Regions from separate parts of the Zea mays genome. Here all the other regions are linked to region 3. A link is a contact called in public Hi-C data. All regions are on one chromosome and are shown on one strand. Each heading gives the region's core, a stretch centred on a gene start, on an enhancer-like site or on the middle of the called end of the contact. The rest is flanking DNA. Distances are from core to core; before and after follow the strand shown. Region 1 holds the start of LOC100280533 (PVR3-like protein). Region 2 holds the start of LOC100284647. Region 3 holds the start of LOC100283463 (NAD-dependent dyhydrogenase, Gfo/Idh/MocA family).

Region 1 (2,839 bases), core at 39-2,538, 130 kb after region 3:
CACAATTATTCCACTACTCTCCGTTCCAAAACAATTCGTGTGCTGTAGATGGTTTCCAAACAAGCCGTTTTTGTGTGTTTCTCTGTGCTGCAACGAAGAGTTTGTTTGGTTCAGGTTTTCTCTAACGAACTTATTTTTGAAATTTAACTGTGAATAAAATTTCTGTATATTAATTACGTATGGAAGAAGATAAAGAGGTCTATAAATTAACTTTAGAATATAGGAAGTCACGGATTCTATATTTACATTGATTTTAAACGATTTTTATTAAAGCGGTTGTCGTAGAAACGGATTGAAAATTTGGGTATTCAGTAGTCTGAAGCAGCTTTTAGGGACAAACACCCCAAACGAGTGCCGGCCGGCACGCAATGAAACATGAAACATAGCATGTGAATCAGTGAATGCCAGATCGATAGACGGCGCCAGGTCCCTATAATAATAACGCTTCGTTGTACGTGCAGAGATCCAGTAGTGTTTGGCTTCCTGCAGATACAAATTCACCTGAGATCGAAGACAAACAAAAGTAATACTACTGTTTAGCTAGATGCAACTTTTGCCCGGCAAGCACATACATACACTACACACGACTAGGTAATGACACACATGCTAACAACAGGCATCTATACGTACCGATCGACACGACGACACACACATAATAGACATGCACGACGACATGGTACATGCATGCACAGACGACGACGACAAGAACATTTTAATTAGTACGAACACACACACTCTAGATAGGTACGGTGACAAGATGAGAGAGAGAAAGAGACACGTACGTACGGGCCCCTGCCTGCACCCTGCTGCAGATGCACACACAGACACGTACAGCTAGCAATGCCGGGGGCCTTCCTGCTTGGCTTGGCTTGGCTAGCACACTGCTAGCAGTCGGGCGGCGTGGCGAGGCCGCACTTGGCCGGAAGCTCCATGGCGCGCTTGGGGTCGATGTTGTAGACGCCCATCCACGGCGAGTTCTTGTAGCCGCACAGGCACTTGAGGTCCGCCCCCGCCAGCGCGTCGCAGCACGCCTGCGACGGCGCGGCCGGCGGGTCCGTCGTCTTGGCCGCCGCGGGCTGGCACGACATGAACTGCTCGTTGCTCATGTCGCACACCGCCGCCGCGCCCACCACCAGGACGGACACCGCCACGGCGGCGGCCACGAGCAGTGCGGCAGCTGCCCGCTGCGCCGAGCTCGAGGACGACGACGACTTGCTGCTGGTGGCCGCCATGTCGTCGTACCACCAGATTACCTAGCCGACTGTACTCGATGTTTGTTCGCTATGTTCCCTCTCCTGTCGGGGGGTATAGGTATATATAGCGGGGAGGGGACGGGTGGGAGTAGCAGTGTTGCCGCTGCGGCTAACACAGTGTAGCCATCTGCAATATCAAGAGACCCCGGGCGTCTGCTAGCAAACCACGCATGCATGCGGACGCCAGGCAGTAGGCAGGGGTGGTGCGACCCGTGAAGGTCCCGTGTCGGTTTGTACCCGGGTCGTGCCACTGTCAGCACACCACTCGGCCGGCCCTCTCGCGATCAGGTTCACGGGAGGAAGAAGAGCCTGTGAGTGCGGTGGCGGATGGCCCCACGGCGGGGAGCTTGTGGCCGAGAAAATTCCCAGGATCTTCTCACGTTCTGATTCGACTTTGCCAGCCGTGTGGATCGCGGATTTCAGATAATATATATAGTCGTTGGCGTCGTCCTGGTTTTAGATAAAGTATTTGATTTGGAAGGACAGAAGGCTGGCTGCAAGTGGCTACTAGCTATACACAGTGGACACAACGACAGATGCGACATTACCATGCGTGACTAGCTAGTTGTTAATTACTCCCTCCGTTTCTTTTTATTTGTCGCTGGATAGTGTAATTTTACACTATTCAGCGACAAATAAAAAGAAACGGAGGGAGTAATAATTAGTAACACACTTGTTTGTTTCGCTGAGGACTCGACTTTCTTAAGTCCTTGATTCAATGGTTAATAATTGCCAACAGCGGTTACACAGGGTCGACGCCACGGCACTTGAGCACAGCACGACGTACGTGCATTCTACATAGAGTGAATAAGATGAAATGGGGATGACATAGAAAATAGGATGAGTAAAGCCATCTCCACCAGACTATTTATCTTACTCCCTATTTCAAACTTCATTCCGTAAACAGTACTGTCTACTACAATACGAAACAGTGTTTTGCACTTTCGTTTACATAGATTGTTGGAGTCAGCCTAAGCTACTGGAGATAGCCTAATGCTCCGTCCATTCCAGAGTAGGTAAGACAATTTAGGTATAATAAGTCTAGATAATGTTCAGGTTAGTAACTAAAAACATAACTACATTATTCAAATTCCAGGTACATATTATCTAACCGAGCATCCAGAGGACTCCTGTCATTAATAATTTAACAAAGAAATTAAGGGTGTGAATCGACAACAGGCTTGTCCTTTACCCCAAATATTGAACATGACTTCTTTGCCGAGTGCACAAGACATTCGGCAAAGGCTTTACCGAGCACCACAAACATCGGCACATGTCTCTTTGCCTAGTACTTTCTGAAGGAAACATGTGACGCCTAAGAGGAGGGTAAATTGGGACTTCTAAAATTTTCTCTAAACTAGGTCACAAATAATTCCCTAGAGCAAAACCTATGCAATTGATCAAACTATAATGTGCAAACTAAGTTTTATCTAAGTGTTGCTATCTCTACCGCAATAGCTAAGTTTCAATCCTAAACAACATAGGTATGAATACAAGATTAACACTTAAATGCTTAATGTAAATGCGGAAGCTAAAGAGCAAGATAGAGATGCAAACTCTCGTGGATGACGCCAGTATTTTTACCG
Region 2 (2,700 bases), core at 40-2,539, 200 kb after region 3:
AATGATTGCAACTGTTGTCTGGTATAATTGCAACTGCTGGTCTGGTGTGATTGCAACTTATTTGAAGAGGTTGAGCCGTTCGCGGAGGAGCCGTTCACGGAGAAAGAGGGGCGGGGGCGAGGAAGTAAAAAAGTTCTGTCAGGAGCGTGCGGGAGGGACGAAGACGGCCTGGGTGGGGCGGTTGGCTCGGACCTGGCGCGTAATTCGGCCTGGGTGCATTCTCTATATTGAATGCACCCAGGTGTAATATATAAAAACAGTATATATATATATATATATATATATATATATATATATATATATATATATATATATATATATATATATATCGGCGTTGTTTGTCACTCTAGCTAAAACTTCACATACTCGGTAATAATCGATTATTACTGGAAGATCATTCAGTAATTATCGGTTATTACTAAAGATCGTTTAATAATAATCAGTTATTGCTGATTGGGTGAAGCATCACCTAAGGTGACAGAGATAGCATATTTGGATGACTGACCTAGCTGTGGGTCCGACCAACTGACGGAGTTCACCCGTGGCAGACTCGGTACCCTGCACACGCCTTCCACCGGCTTGAGCCACCTGTTTGCACGATTTCAACCATTCAATAAAACTAATATGAGTCATTTCGTGCTTTGTTTAGCCATTCTAGAACTGATGTTAGTTACCTCGATTTTTGTTTAGCCATTGCTGAATTCTTGTTCAACCATTTCTAGTTTTGTTCAGTCATTCTTATTTTATCAGCCATTTCAAAAAAATTCTTTTGGTCAAAAAAATCTTTCGGTCATTCTCGCGATAGTGAGTGTGAGATAAATATGTCAATTGTGATCTAGTTTTAGCTTTCATCGTGAACACAATGCTGAAATTAATTTTCAATTTCCGCACTCGGTTTAGGGGAATTAAATTTTTAAGCGGATAGCGAATCATACATGCATGTTGACCCAGTAGAACTTGATGAGCGTTTTGTGTGTGTGTGTGTTGATCATAGTATGATAAATATGTAGCACGATACACGCAACATAGCCGGCAATTTCTAGAAAGATTATAAGAAAACGCTTGACGAGGTTCGGTGCATCTAACATGTACAATAGTCACCTTAGGTGTAGAGTTTGGCAGGGCAGTTCAGCTATATCTGCCATCTTTCTCCATCAGATTCGTCTGGGCAAACCGATCAGCTACTATTATCCACCATTACGTATAATAATAATAATAACATAAACCTCCCTGTTTCTTCCTGGTCCTTGCTGTATGTAACACGCAGCCACCAATTCATTTCCCCTTCCAAGTCATTCTAAGCCATCCCAGAAGAAGAATACATATGGTTCCATGCATATATAGCCTTTTATTGGCACAACAAAGTGCAGTTGCATTGCATGACTACCATCGTCGGTGATGGCACCGCAGACGGCAACGCGGGTCGCCTCCGGCCGGCTCGTGTTCGGCGCGCCAACAACAACAGATGGCAAGCTGCAGGTAAAAGGTGGAAGCAGGCTGAGTGTGAGGAGCCTTGACAATAATGGCAGGCGTGTTGCGGTGGAAGCCGTCAACGGCGCTGCCAGGCCGAACGGCGCAGCGGCGGTGGCCGACGTCCGCCGGCAAGTGCCCGCGCCGCCGCCACCGGAAGGCGACGGCGACGGCGTCGCCTTCCGGCTGGGTAAGTTTGCGGAAGGGAGGCTCGTGTACAGGCAGCAGTTTGTGGTCAGATCCTACGAGATCGGGCCTGACCGAACTGCCACCATGGAGACCCTCATGAACCTCCTGCAGGTGCGTGCGGAAACAGTCTTCTGTGAATCCATGCATGCATGGTTTACTTATGCCATGCATCGATCTCACTTTCTGGCATGGTCGTCTCTGGTATCGATCTGTGCAGGAGACGGCACTGAACCATGTGATGTGCTCTGGGCTCGCCGGAGACGGTTTCGGCGCCACACGGCAGATGAGTCTCAGGAAGCTCATTTGGGTCGTCACAAGAATCAACATCCAGGTCGACGAGTACAGCAGATGGTACGGTATTGGTATCTGACTGACTACGTACTGCATGCATGTGCATCATCAGTCGTGTTTCGTTATATTCACTGTGTTTCACACCATCACATGCCGCTCCTCCTTGCTTGAACAACGACGACAGGGGAGATGTCGTGGAGATAGACACCTGGGTCGCGTCGTCAGGGAAGAACGGCATGCGCAGGGACTGGATCATCCGCGACCGCAACACCAAGAACATGATCGCAAGAGCCACAAGGTAATACCCAACTCTCTATCTCTCCCAGTACATACGTTGCAGGGCTGCATGATCGGGGAAGTAATGCAAGTGATCGATGTGTTTCTGTGCAGCAACTGGGTGATGATGAACAGGGAGACCCGGAGGCTGTCGAAAATCCCCGACGAGGTCAGGCAGGAGGTGCTCCCCTTCTACCTGGACAGGAGCATCATCGCCGCCGCCACTGGCGGCGGCCGCAAGATCGAGAAGCTCACCGACTCGACGGCGGAGCACATACGATCAGGGCTAGCAGTAAGGAGGAGCAGACCAGAACACCTCTCGTCCCGTCTGGTTGGACCGCTCTCAACTGAAAAACTTGTTCCCCCCTTCAGCCCAGGTGGAGTGACATGGACGTCAACCAGCACGTGAACAACGTCAAGTACATCGGTTGGATCCTCGAGAGCGTGCCGCTGGACGTGCTGGAGGATTACCAC
Region 3 (2,700 bases), core at 28-2,527:
ACGATGAGCCACATCATTCCTCAAACCAAACACGATGTTAATGTCCATTAAAACTTGACCAACTAAAAGCTACTGCTATAACAATTGTTATAACAGCTGGTCCATTATATAGACAATCCACTTTATCCTAAGGCACTTGTTGAAAGCGACAATTTCTCATGCTAGTTTTCTTTTCCAACAATAATGTTGCATTTTGGTGCAACCACTGCTTAGGAGGTGATGTTCCAAAGGAGTATCAGCAGAAGTTCTAGAACTACGATGAGTACTAGGTTACTGTTGTTTTTAGTCAGTTGTCTATGCACTGTTTCTATCGCTTTTTGTTGTCATTTAGTTACTTATGATGTCAATTATGATATGAGTTTAAATGTTATGGTGAAGTTTAAGTCTGTAATATAACAGTTACATTTATGTATATTTCGAGCATCGTACTATGTGATTCACTTATATGATTGTGTATGTGAAACTTTCCTGGTACCTACATAATATGCACTTGGTTACCTTTCCAAAACCAGGTGTGACAAAATCTAACGATAGAGGATATACAGTGTTCAGTAATAGTAAAGTTTTATAGTGTCATTAAAAAAGTTTCTTGCTTGGCTTCAAGTAATTGTGTAGTGAACTAGACAGTAATGGATCATGCTATGGCACCTTTTTGGAGTGGGAACACCGACCTGGACTTGCCCAGCGAGAACAATAGCAACGCCCATGATTGAACTATCTCCCATGATCTCCTCCAGCCCCGCATCACCCCATTTGCACTCGATATCAGGCGCGAAGTCACGAGCAAGCTCCGCGGCCGCCTTTGCAGATTCCTGAAGGAATGTGCAAAAATAGTCAGACACTAGAATTCCACTTGCAGCAGTGCATCACGCACTGCGCCGAAGCAGGGAATGCCGACTGCCAGAGTATAGTACGGCAGTTACAGCGATTTGCATTGCTGCATGTCGACTGCTGAGGGATTGATTGAGCCGGTCTTTGGTGCCAAAAATCGACAGATGAGACGAAATGTCGAAATGGGGTGGGGATTGTCACACACCTGGGTGCGACTCCAGATGGACTTGAGGACGACGAGGTGCGCGATCTCGCGGAGCCTTGGGATGTACTGCGTGCGCGCAAAGATACCGGCGCCGATCACCGCGATCCGGGGAAGCTCCGCGCGGCCGTTGCCGTCACCCGCCATGTTCTCCTCCTCGGTTCTCGCCTTCTCGGTGCCGAAAGACTGGATCAGATCTGACTCAAGCAATCAAGCAGACTTCAGATTTGCCTTCGCTGACTTCTCACCTCGAAGACCAACGCTGCTATGGAGACAAAGACAATCGGACGCTTCAGATGCTCTGCACTGTTGTAGTGGCCGTACCTAGGGATGGGCCAATGACGAGAAAATTGGATTTATGCTATTATCAAACTACGGATTCGCTCGAATGCCATTATGAGAAAACGCTTCATTATTACGCCATTTTCAAACACTGGATTACAGATAAAATGCCATTTAGAGAGTTATTTGACAAAGTAAACTGATTGGACTATTTTACCCCTAAACTAAAACAGCTCCTCTCTGTCTCTCGCTGTTTCTCTCGCTCGTTCTCTGGCTCTCGCGTTTTCTGTCTCCTCTCTGCTCCTCTCCTCTCTGCTCCTCCTCTCCTCCTCTCCCACGGCGATCACCAGGTGAGCTCCAGCACGCACCAGGCCGCCCGGGCTCCCCACGGCTTGCTCCAGCACGCCGCCCGAGCTCCACCACGCCGCAAGGGCTCCCCACGGCGAGCTCCCCTCGGCGGCTTGTTCCCCTCAGCGGCGGCCGGTTCCCCTCGGCTAGCTACAGCGGCGGTGGCCGGTTCCCCTCAGCTAACCTCGACGAGCTCCAGGTATGCATATGGGTTTTAGGGTTTTAGGCTTTAGGATTTAGGCTTTAGACTTTAAGGTTTGTTCTGATTTGAGTTAGCAGCAGCGGAGATCTCACATTATTGGTCACCAACAGTTGGCTAGATGGATTACAGCTGGAATGATTCTATGTACGAGTATGATTCTACATTTAATAACTTTTATAGAAATCGAATGAAGTAGTATGATTGTACATTTTTATTTTTTATTTTCAGTTTTGACGATGAGCTTTCGCCTAGCTTAGCATTGGTAGTACATCCTAGTGGTCACCCAAAGGTTGGTATTAACTGGGACGCACTTCAAATTGTTGAGAGGCAAGATGAGGAAGGTAGGATAGAAATTGTTGACGATGACAGAATGTATGAGTTGATTGGTTTGATTGCTGAGGATGAAGCTGCTGAGAAGGCTGGTGAAGCTTTCAAGATGCAAGAGGGTGATGTGAATAGAAGTTATAGTGAGAACGAAACTATTGATGCAGCCATCCCTGTTGATGATGAAATTCTAGATGAGAGAGTGATGTTGCATGACCCAGACAAGCCTTGTATGGATATTGGAACAGTGTACCCCAGCATGCGTGACTTTAGGCTAGCTGTGAGACAGTTTGCGATCAATGAAGAGTTTGAGCTAGAAATATATAAAACTGATCTGAGTCGATTTATTGGTAATTGCAAAAGAGAAGGTTGCCCTTGGCATATTGTGGGACGTAGGCAACAATCTAGGAATAGTGTTATGGTATAGACTTGTTCTTACTAATCTATGTTGTGCCCTTGCCATCTTTGTTGTTACTAACTGAGGTTTATTATTGCAGGTCACTGTCTTAAT

The links. A called contact is a pair of places that touch in the nucleus more often than the background predicts.
Region 1: a Hi-C map of leaf shows a contact between it and region 3, with 2.9 times the contacts expected there. The contact joins the promoter of LOC100280533 here to the promoter of LOC100283463 in region 3. A contact is called at or near these places in 2 of 25 Hi-C or Micro-C datasets (leaf and tassel).
Region 2: a contact with region 3 is called in a Hi-C map of leaf, with 5 times the contacts expected there. The contact joins the promoter of LOC100284647 here to the promoter of LOC100283463 in region 3. A contact is called at or near these places in 5 of 25 Hi-C or Micro-C datasets (bundle sheath, ear, leaf and 1 more).

What each region holds. Positions count from the first base shown.
Region 1 is chr2:160,905,978-160,908,816 of Zm-B73-REFERENCE-NAM-5.0, forward strand. It overlaps LOC100280533 (PVR3-like protein), which reads right to left and starts at 1,289. Exons shown (of 1, transcript NM_001153452.3): 1 at 510-1,289. The coding sequence starts at 1,232. The coding sequence ends at 885.
Region 2 is chr2:160,976,910-160,979,609 of Zm-B73-REFERENCE-NAM-5.0, forward strand. It overlaps LOC100284647, which reads left to right and starts at 1,290. Exons shown (of 5, transcript NM_001366701.1): 1 at 1,290-1,770; 2 at 1,877-2,010; 3 at 2,135-2,248; 4 at 2,341-2,518; 5 at 2,599-2,700. The coding sequence starts at 1,399.
Region 3 is chr2:160,772,194-160,774,893 of Zm-B73-REFERENCE-NAM-5.0, forward strand. LOC100283463 (NAD-dependent dyhydrogenase, Gfo/Idh/MocA family) reads right to left here and starts at 1,278. Exons shown (of 12, transcript NM_001156364.2): 1 at 1,037-1,278; 2 at 672-812. The coding sequence starts at 1,180.